Regions from separate parts of the Mus musculus genome. Here region 1 is linked to region 2. The links are chromatin contacts, called in public Hi-C maps. All regions are on one chromosome and are shown on one strand. Each heading gives the region's core, a stretch centred on a gene start, on an enhancer-like site or on the middle of the called end of the contact. The rest is flanking DNA. Distances are from core to core; before and after follow the strand shown.

Evidence for each region. Hi-C and Micro-C count contacts between places; a contact is called where the count stands out from the background.
Region 1: a contact with region 2 is called in a Hi-C map of cortical neurons, with 2.3 times the contacts expected there. The contact joins the promoter of Cacnb2 here to the enhancer-like site in region 2. A contact is called at or near these places in 1 of 39 promoter capture datasets (hippocampal neurons), 9 of 484 Hi-C or Micro-C datasets (cortical neurons, forebrain, uterus and 1 more), 1 of 115 datasets of contacts at active chromatin or transcription factors (neural progenitor cells) and 2 of 9 other capture datasets (adipose tissue and pancreatic islet).

The regions. Positions count from the first base shown.
Region 1 is chr2:14,600,934-14,605,719 of GRCm38.p6, forward strand. It overlaps Cacnb2 (calcium channel, voltage-dependent, beta 2 subunit), which reads left to right and starts at 3,373. Exons shown (of 14, transcript NM_023116.4): 1 at 3,373-3,625. The coding sequence starts at 3,518. Gm32741 (a long non-coding RNA gene) reads right to left here and starts at 3,652. Exons shown (of 4, transcript XR_374017.4): 1 at 2,643-3,652; 2 at 2,212-2,284; 3 at 450-512.
Region 2 is chr2:14,533,322-14,538,071 of GRCm38.p6, forward strand. The region is part of intron 3 of Gm13266 (predicted gene 13266); the gene reads left to right. Among named protein-coding and RNA genes, the nearest start is that of Gm13266, 23 kb to the left of the region's middle. Within about 2 kb of position 2,245, at least 40 of the 459 cell types and tissues checked have an H3K27ac peak or open chromatin away from gene starts, as enhancers often do. A contact at or near this core is called in cortical neurons, forebrain and hippocampal neurons, where this site is marked.

The DNA.
Region 1 (4,786 bases), core at 2,123-4,622, 69 kb after region 2:
GAAAAGGCTCAGACTTTACTTACCAAAACTGTCCACTTTCACTTTCAGCTTTTAAATATTACAGCAAGTCAAGTATGTGAAGAATAAGGAAATTGGCCATATAGAAAGCATTTAATACGTTTTCTAAACCTTCTTATTCTGTTTTTATCCTGATTTTACATTGTTTAAAAGACTCATATTTTGCTACTTTTTATATGATAACTTTTATAAGCCAGACAAATGTCTGAATGGGAAATTGTACTGCATGTCTAATACATGCTAATTAAATTAGCATGGGTTATAGAGGAAGAAATAATGTTTTCACAAGACTCATGATTAAGTAAGCGGTTGTCATCATGAGTTTACACAGTGTTTTAAAACCCATGAAGACAGACCATGCATCATTCATCCATTTATCCACATACTAAATGTTTTCTAACCACAGTGCACAGCAAATATGGAACACTGACCTCAGTCCTAAAGATAAAAGATGGTGACTCCAACTGGTGCCTTCAAGCAGCGTCTGCCTGGTGCTGGAAAGGAATATAACCTTAAAGGACTCAGTATCACAAATTATAGGAAATGAATATACCCTTTGACATTAGAACATTTAATTGTAAAGTTATTTCCAAAGTTGGTCTAACATTTTGTGGTCTCCGATGAAAAGATAAAATTCCACTTCCCAAAGGGCCATAATGAAAGAGGATGACAGATAATTAAGTATCCTCTAAGATATCAGGCTGATGCCATGGGAAAACATTACATCTCATTAAACCAGAATACAAATGTCTTCTAACACACCTGAGATACCCATAGTTTTATAAAACAAACAAACAAACAAACAAACCCAAACACTTTAAAACTCATCACTCATATTCAACAAGCATATAAATTAGTTTCTAAGTATGCCCAAAGGGCCTGTGACCTGATCTGTATAGGCTGTGGTCACTTGGAGGCATAAATAGGCTCCTGATTTATACTTTATATTAATTACATATTGAAAGAACTTAGAGTACAATTACTGGGTTCTGAATGTACCCCAAGTGACAAGTGTGGTTCGCACAATACAGAGTTTCCAGTATAGTAGATGTAGTCCCTGAGACTTTACAGACCCAAGACAGCTACGTTTTCTTAAAGAAACAGGGTCAGGAGAGTGAGCATACTGGCAGCAGACCATGATTGATGGTAGATTTTAATTGGAAGTAAATATATTTAATTGCAAAGAAAAACAGTGTTTTTCCAGTTTTCACACACATATATATGGCATGGTCAGGAATAACTATAAAAGCATTGCTAATTGTCATAAATGAACTTAACAAACCCCTAAGCTCCCATGGCTGACATGGTCATAAAAATAGAATCTCATACCCTAAACTCACAAACTCTCTGCTCCTTGCTTTTTTACTTTTTTTTTTTCTCTACAGAAAATTGATACTTTTTTCTTTTTTAAAAAATTAGATATTTTCATTATTTACATTACAAATGTTATCCCCTTTCCTAGTTTCCCCTCCCAAAATCCCCTATCCCCTCCCCCCTTCCCCTGTTCACCAGCCCACCCATTTCTGCTTCCTGGCCTTGGCATGCTCCTATACTGGGGCATAGAACCTTCACAGGACCAAGGGCCTCTCCTCCTATTGATGACTGACTAGGCCATCCTCAATTACATATGCAGCTAGAGCCATGAGTCCCACCATGTGTTTTCGTTGGTTGGTGGTTTAGTCCCAAGGAGCTCTGGGGGTACTGGTTAGTTCATATTGTTGTTACTCCTATAGGGCTTCAAACCCCTTCAGCTCCTTGGGTTCTTTCTTTAGCTCCTTCTTTGGGAACCCTGTGCTCTGTCCCATGGTTGGTTGTGAGCATCCACTTCTGTATTTGTCAGGCACTGGCAGAGCTGCTCAGGAGACAGCTTTATCAAGCTCCTGTCAGAGGTCACCCCCTCCCCCAGGTAAAAAAAGGAAGCTAATACTTAGGTCTTAGTTAACATTAGTAACATGTAATCCAAATGGCAATAAGACTGAAGATTTGGAAAACCAACGGCACTTTGTATATGCTTAAATCTTTAAACATACCGAGATCTGTTTTTTTTTTTTTCCTTCCTTTAAAAACAAAAACAAAAAAATTCTGGCTCAATCCAGTGTATGGTAGACATCTGCTTAATGAAAACAGCTCAGTTTAAGAAGAACACGGTACTGTATTTCATCATCATAGTCAAACACAGTATACAAAGTTTACCTTAGTAAAAGGTCTCTGTGTGTATTTCAGCTTGCACAACTGTTATACTTTGTTTCTGCTCGGTGAGTGCTACCTAGAAAATTTGTATGTAGATTTTTTTTTCAGTGCAAGAAAGGTTGTCAAAGCAAAGCAGCGTCTTATGAGCAATACTAGAACGGAAAATAATTCCTTCTCCTCCTCCTCCTCCTCCTCCTCCTCCTCCTCCTCCTCCTCCTCCTCTCCCTCCTCTTCCTCCTCCCCACTCCTTCTTCTCCTTCTCATCGTCCCCCTCCTCCCCGTGCCCCTCTTCCCCTCCCCTCCTTTTAGTTTCTTTGTTTTTAATTGAAAGCTCACACAATGTACTCTGATCATGGTTCCCCTCCTCCATCTCCTCCCTACCTCTCCACCCATCCAACTACAAGCGAACCATTATTCCGGTTTTACCCTCTTACCAAGAATTTCGGGGTCCTTAAAAACCTGCTTATTTTTGTCTCAACGGTTACACTAAGACTTCTCAACTGCGGGGAGGGGGTGCGCTGGGGGCGGGAACGATATAGTCTGCTAGCAAAGACAAGCTCCTAGCAAAGACAACAAAAACAAAACAGGCCATCACAAACCAAAAAGCTAGGGCACAGGTGTAGTAGAACCAATTGTCAGGTCAGGACCATGTGGGAGGAAGTCTTAGTTCATCACTGGCACTTGTTTTCTGACTCCTCGAGTGCTTTCACTCATGCTTTTGCAGAAGTTCGGGGTCTGTCTGTAGCCTTTTTCGAATCATGGAGAGTTTCAGTTTAGGGTCTAACCCTGTGGATCTTTTTCCTCCTCTGGACTCCAGGAAGAGGAGGTGAACTGAGCAGCTGGGCCAGTTACCTCCCTAGGGAGCTGCGACTGGCTGGCTTTCGTGGCTTCGAAAACTTTCCAGCGCGAGTGCCACGGCGACGGGCCGCAGCTGAGTCGGAGCCCACGCGGCCCGCGCCTCCCGCGAAGAACTTTTCGGAGTGGCGGTGGTTTGTCACTCTCGCTTTCCGACGCGCCTCCCCCCTGGCTCGTGCTCCCGGAGCGCCCTCCTCCTGGCGGGGACCTTCCCTGGAGCCAGCCCGCCCAGCAGTCCCAGCCTCCGCCGCTCGCGGGCCCAGAAGCTCCAAAGAACTGGCGCCCCTCGCCCCGGCCACCCAGCCTCGTGCCTGCGCCACCGCCTAGTCTAGGCTTTGCAACATGCTTCAGCGGCGTCGCGCGCACTGAGAGCCTCCGATCCTGGGGCGAAGAGGAGCGGGGGACCCGGGTCGTGGAGGAGGGGACCCGCAGCCTTGGAGTCGACTTTTTGCCGATGGTCCAAAGCGACACGTCCAAGTCGCCTCCCGTAGCGGCGGTGGCGCAGGAGAGCCAGATGGAGCTGCTGGAGAGCGCGGCTCCCGCGGGGGCGCTCGGAGCACAGGTAGCCACTGCGCCGCGCCTTCTGCTGGCTTTGTGAGCCTCAGAGCCCCGACCTCAGTCCCTCCCGCTGCCTCCTCTCCCTCATCGCGAACCGCGCCTCCCCCTCCTGCTCCGGTCTCCTTCGCCACCTCCTCCCGCCCATCCCGGTGCTGCTGGGGGACCCTGCCCCTGCGCGCCTTCCACGGGCTCTGCTCCGGCTTCCATTTTTTTGTTTGTTTGTTTGGTTGGGTTTTTTTGTTTTGTTTTCTTTTGATTTTGCCCCCTTTGCTTTCTGAAAAGCCAGTGGGAAGGGGCGAGGACGACCTGCCGCTCCTCCCCGGCTTTTCCCGGGCCACGCCGCTTGGCTGTCCGCGCCCCTGCCCTGGAGAAGCACATGGAGAGCCATGGACCAGGCGAGTGGACTGGACCGGCTCAAGATCGTGAGTCCGGGCGGGCGGGAAAGGGATCCGCATCCTGCATCGCTGTTTCCGCCGCTGCCTCTGGTGGTCTCTATTGGGAGCTAGGCAGGGAGGTGAGGTGTTATGCAGGGGTCAAGGTGGGCGTGGATCCCCTTGCCTTCTCCCCGGAGAGCAGCCCCAACCCCCCTCAGCACCTGGGGCGCTGTGCCACCCAGACAGTTCAGCTAGCTGTCCTCTTTCCAGGGTTTGCCTGGACCCTTGTTTCTTTGCTGGAAGAAGAGAGCAGAGTGTTGTGGGTGAGAAAGTTTTTGTTTCTGTTTACCCCGAAATGGCATGCCATTCTAGCGGCTCCTGGGTTCCTTTCTCTGATGAGTATTAGCGGTTTCTGGAAAAATTCTGTCCTGCTGCTCATTGTGAAATAGGAGATGTCGGTTGTAGGCGTGGAGTGTGATAAGGTGGCTTTTACGTAAAGCCTTGGCAGGTACAGTTGGGATTCCAGACACCCCCAGATCTGGGCGGAAAGGAGTTCCTCAACTTTTATTCTTGGGGTAAAGCCTTCAAACCTGACACTTGAACTACTTGGAGAGTGCTGGGAAGAGGTTAGGGTGAATCCAGGAAGAATATTTCTCCTCTGCTTAATGGCTTTGGCTTGCTCATGTCAAGTCCATATTTGCCAGATGGTAAATTGTGATATTTGTATGAATAATAATACATAACATAAAATACACTGGGACGAGGTCTTACTGTGCAGTAGAGGGGTGGGA
Region 2 (4,750 bases), core at 995-3,494:
ATAGAAGAGAGAATCTCAGGTGCAGAAGATTCCATAGAGAACATGGGCACAACAATCAAAGAAAATGCAAAATGCAAAAAGATCCTAACTCAAAACATCCAGGAAATCCAAGACACAATGAGAAGTCCAAACCTACGGATAATAGGAGTAGATGAGAATGAAGATTTTCAACTTAAAGGGCCAGCAAATATCTTCAACAAAATTATAGAAGAAAACTTCCCTAACCTAAAGAAAGAGATGCCCATGAACATACAAGAAGCCTACAGAAATCCAAATAGACTGGACTAGAAAAGAAATTCCTCCTGACACATAATAATCAGAACAACAAATGCAGTATGAAAGATCCCAATGATAAGGAAACAAATACAGCCAGAATAAAGATTTCTTTGATACTATTACTACTACTACTACTACTAATAATAATAATAATAATAATAATAATAAATATAAATATAATGGTTTTGAAGAGGAAAACAACTTCCTCCATCATCTTGGGATCTTTGTCTACAAATAACAGTTTGGTAACCATCAGGAAGAAGTAACCGAAGATAAATGTTTCCTTGGTGATAGTTCATTTCCCTAGTGATCTCCACTGATATGAACTCCTCTCTGCTTCTTACATTGGCCTAAGTGTGGGGTAGTGGTTACAGCTACAGAGAGATTGATGTTCAACTTCTATGTAGAACAGGGAGAGTAGAAATCTTTTCCTGAATCTTTTTGACTGTCAGCTGCCTTTAACTGTAAGTAATACTTATGGTACCATAGACTTCATTTGGTGCCTACATAATCATATCTCTTTTGTTGGTATATTAGGACTTCACTTTTTGTTGTTTCATGGTTTTTGGTGATTCCAGGGCTTGAACTCAGGATCTTAAATATGTAAAGCAAGTATTCTACAGTCTTTTACATGGTCAGCTTACCCATGGTGTTGATAATGTATGATGATTAGCTAGATGTGAAGGAAGCACACATCCAAGTATGCAGTTAGTCAGGGCACTTTTGTTGAGTAATAGATAGCACACAGCTCCCAAGGCCTTCAGGTTTCCAGGGTTCACATATAGAGGCAAATTAAGTGACTATCATGCCAATAGGCCACTGTATAGGAATGTATATGATACAAAAGGACAGACGAGCACATATTTTATCTGAGTTCCCTCCCCCCCAGTGTAATACAGTACTGAAGTTATGTGTGCTTCTGTTATTTTCCATGGCTTCTGACCAACTTGGTATGTGATCTGGATTCAGCCACCCTGTGACTCAACAGTGATTACAGTTAAGCAACAGGCTTTGCCAGCAAATTATTATTCACTGGAAACTACACTCAATAAACAGATCATTTTGGAGATATTCCTTAAGTTGAAAATATATCGTTAAAAGATTTACCAGTTGCTTATTTTCCTCTGAAAAAGAATAAATTAATGGAAATAAAAATTATTCTCATGCCCAGTATTTATTCACTGTAAAGACACAACATATATAAGTATGTAAGATTTGATGTTTGGTGTCAGCAATAATAGTACATACATGTAATTCCAACACTTAGATGGCAGAAGACAAAAAGGTCATAAGTTCAAGGCCAGCCTGTACTACATAGGAAGACCCTATCTAAAAACACCAAATAAATAAGTGTATAAAACCAGAAATAGTAAAATGTGCTGATGGGAACAATTTATTGGCATTTGTGAAGTTCACGGCACATAATGAATTGTGTTATTTATACAACTTTTAACCTAATCTGAGAGACTTCTGATAAAATGTTTTGGATTGAATTTTATGTGGCAACATCTGTTCCCTGTGTGAAAATGCATTAGCTGAATCTGTTTAGTTATTTCGATGCCTCCAGTCAATCTTTTTCTTCGAAGTTATCCATGCTTGCATGCAAATTCTCACAAGAGCTCAAACTGATGCAATAGCTTTTGATCGACTCAGTGCGCACATATCTAAAATCTGCTATTGTTTAGCACACTGCATGATGTCTTTCTGCATACCCATTATACCCAATCTCAAATCTGCTTCACATAAACTTACCTTTCTTAAGCTGTCAGTCACAGGCAGGATCTCTGTGAATTAATCAGTTGCCCCTGGCAACATGCAAGTGCAATGTATTTCTAGGAAATCAGCATGGTTCTTTGAAGTAAATGGGTAATTTTCCATTCTCTTTTAGAATACTTCGTGCCAGCAGAAGAATCCAGCCTCTGTGACAACCATAGAAATGTGCTGTTCTTTAATCGCTGGCTGACTCAGTTGTGGTGAACACCAGAGGAACAAGCTTTTTGGTTTAAGTTCTTTCTGTGTCTTTGGGTGGGCCATCTTGTGTGTGGGGGCAAATGGCAACATGCAGTCAGGGTGGCTGTACAGGTGGCCCTTGGAGAAAGGACAGCTGTAAATGCCCCCACCCCCACCCCGTTTGCAGAAAGCCAAGTTACTTCTTTCATTTGGAGAGAATGTAGCAATTACTTGAAATTACTGCTGAAAATCTCATCTGTTACTTCCTCTTTTAGAAAGGATGGTCATTTTAGGGCTAGTACCACTTATAAATGGCTTTCCACAATGACTTTTTGAGTAGCACAGTTGTCCCCAGCCCGCAACCTGGACCTCTCAGTTTGCACTGTGATGTGCCAAAATAGGTGGGCATCATCAGAACCCAGTTCTCTCATTACAGCAAGCCCTAAATACACCAACATACCTGAAAATCAGGAATTTTTCCTAAAATCCTATCTCATGAAGATAATAGAATCCTTTAAGGAAAATATCAATAGCTGAAGGAATTGAATAAAGCGATCCAAGACCTAAAAGTGGAAGTAGAAACAATAAAGAAAACACAAATGGAGGCAAACCTGGAAATGGAAAACCTAGGCCAGGAATTACAGATGTAAGTATTACCAACAGAATATAAGAGATAGAAGAGGTAATCTCAGGTGTAGAAAATATAGTAGAAGAGATTGACACAACTGTCAAAGAAAATTCAAAACATAATAAACTACTAACCCAAAGCATCCAGGAAATTCAGGACACAATGAAAAGACCAAATCTAAGAATAATCGCAATATATAGAGAATGAAGATTCTCAGCTCAAAGGACCTGAAAATGTCTTCAACAAAATAATAGAAGAAAACTTCCCCAACCTAAAGAAAGTGATGGACACTTCTTGTTCTTACAAGGCTCATGCCTTCTAATTACAAATCTCACATGGGGTGGCACTAAATATTCCTCCTATAGACTTTCTTTTTAGATTTTATTTATTTATTTATTTTATGTATATGATGAGTACACTGTAGCTGTCTTCAGACACACCAGAAGAGGGCATCAGACCCCATTACAGATGGTTGTGAACCACCATGTGGTTGCTGGAAATTGAATTCAGGACCGTTGGAAGAGCAGTCAGTGCTCTTAACCAATGAGCCATCTCTCCAGCCCCCTCTTATAGACTTTCATTTGAACATTCATGCACAGAAACATATCACAATGTGATCAAATCCTTTGAAGTCTATATATATATATTGGTTTTTGGGTTTTATGTTTTTGTTTGTTTGTTTTTGTTTTGTTTTGTTTTGTTTGGGGGTGGTTTTTTGAGACAGGGTTTCTCTGTATAGCCCTGGCTGTCCTGGAACTCACTCTGTAGACCAGGCTGGCCTGGAACTCAAAAATCTGCCTGCTCTGCCTTCCAAGTGCTGGGATTAAAGGTATGTGCTACCTGTCTATGTGTCTCTTAAGTGGCCTATGCTTAGAACCACTGATATTTCTTTCTCTTATTTCTCCATCTTTGAGAGCCATGAGGATCTGTGTAGCCTGGCTTTTTTCTTTCCCTCAAAGTCTACATATTCTTCCTTCCCTTCCAGTTGCAATCATATTCCCTTCTGCCTTAACAGTTGCCATGGCTACCCAAGTATAACTAACTGCCTCTACTATTGCTCACAACTAACCAGTTCATCCTTCATAATGCCAGCATGATATAGTTTATGCTCTAAGATTTATAAAAGGTTCTCCAAACCCCAAATTAATGTCCACAGATCTGTAGGGGTTTGATGGTACATTTTTAGGGTTACAGACACTTTTCATTTTCTTCTTCTATTTTGATGAAAAGGTATAACATTGATTCCTGTATTGAATGATCAGTATGGTGTTGATGTCATTTGCATAGGTAGCTTGAGTCCTCATGTTTTTATTACCATGTTTATCTGTCCCCTACAGAGTCAATTAAAAATAATGCATTTCTTCCCTTAAATCTGTGGTTAGAGTGGTAAAAGTATGTGAGAGTATGAAAAAGGTTGTTTAGACAAGAAATGGCCGTTTTTCAGAATCAAGCCATGTTTTTATGAGTTCTATGAGAATTGATATAATCATACTCTATAGTGGGTTTTGTTTTTTTGTTTTTTTGCTTGTTTGTTTGTTTGCTTTTTTTAAACAGTCTATAGCATTCAAAATCTCTCTCCACTGTGTGTTGATTATATTTGCCTTCTCATACAACATGGGCCAATGTGCCATATTCTGTAAGTTGTCCTTTGATTTTCTGACAGCTCAGTGAGGGTGGATTCTGTCAAAAGCACAGTGATTGATGCTCAAGGACTTTGTGCTTTATTAAATGCTTCCCCACTGCTGCTTCACAGTACTTCCTCCCACTCTCGTTATCTGTTCTCCAAATCTGGTGACTAAGTTGTTCGAATTATAAGGTACACTTTTCAGAACAGTTGCCCTCCCCCGTTTTCTGGCTTCTAGAGGCTGTGTCTCAGCTGCAGATCATCAGTGACTT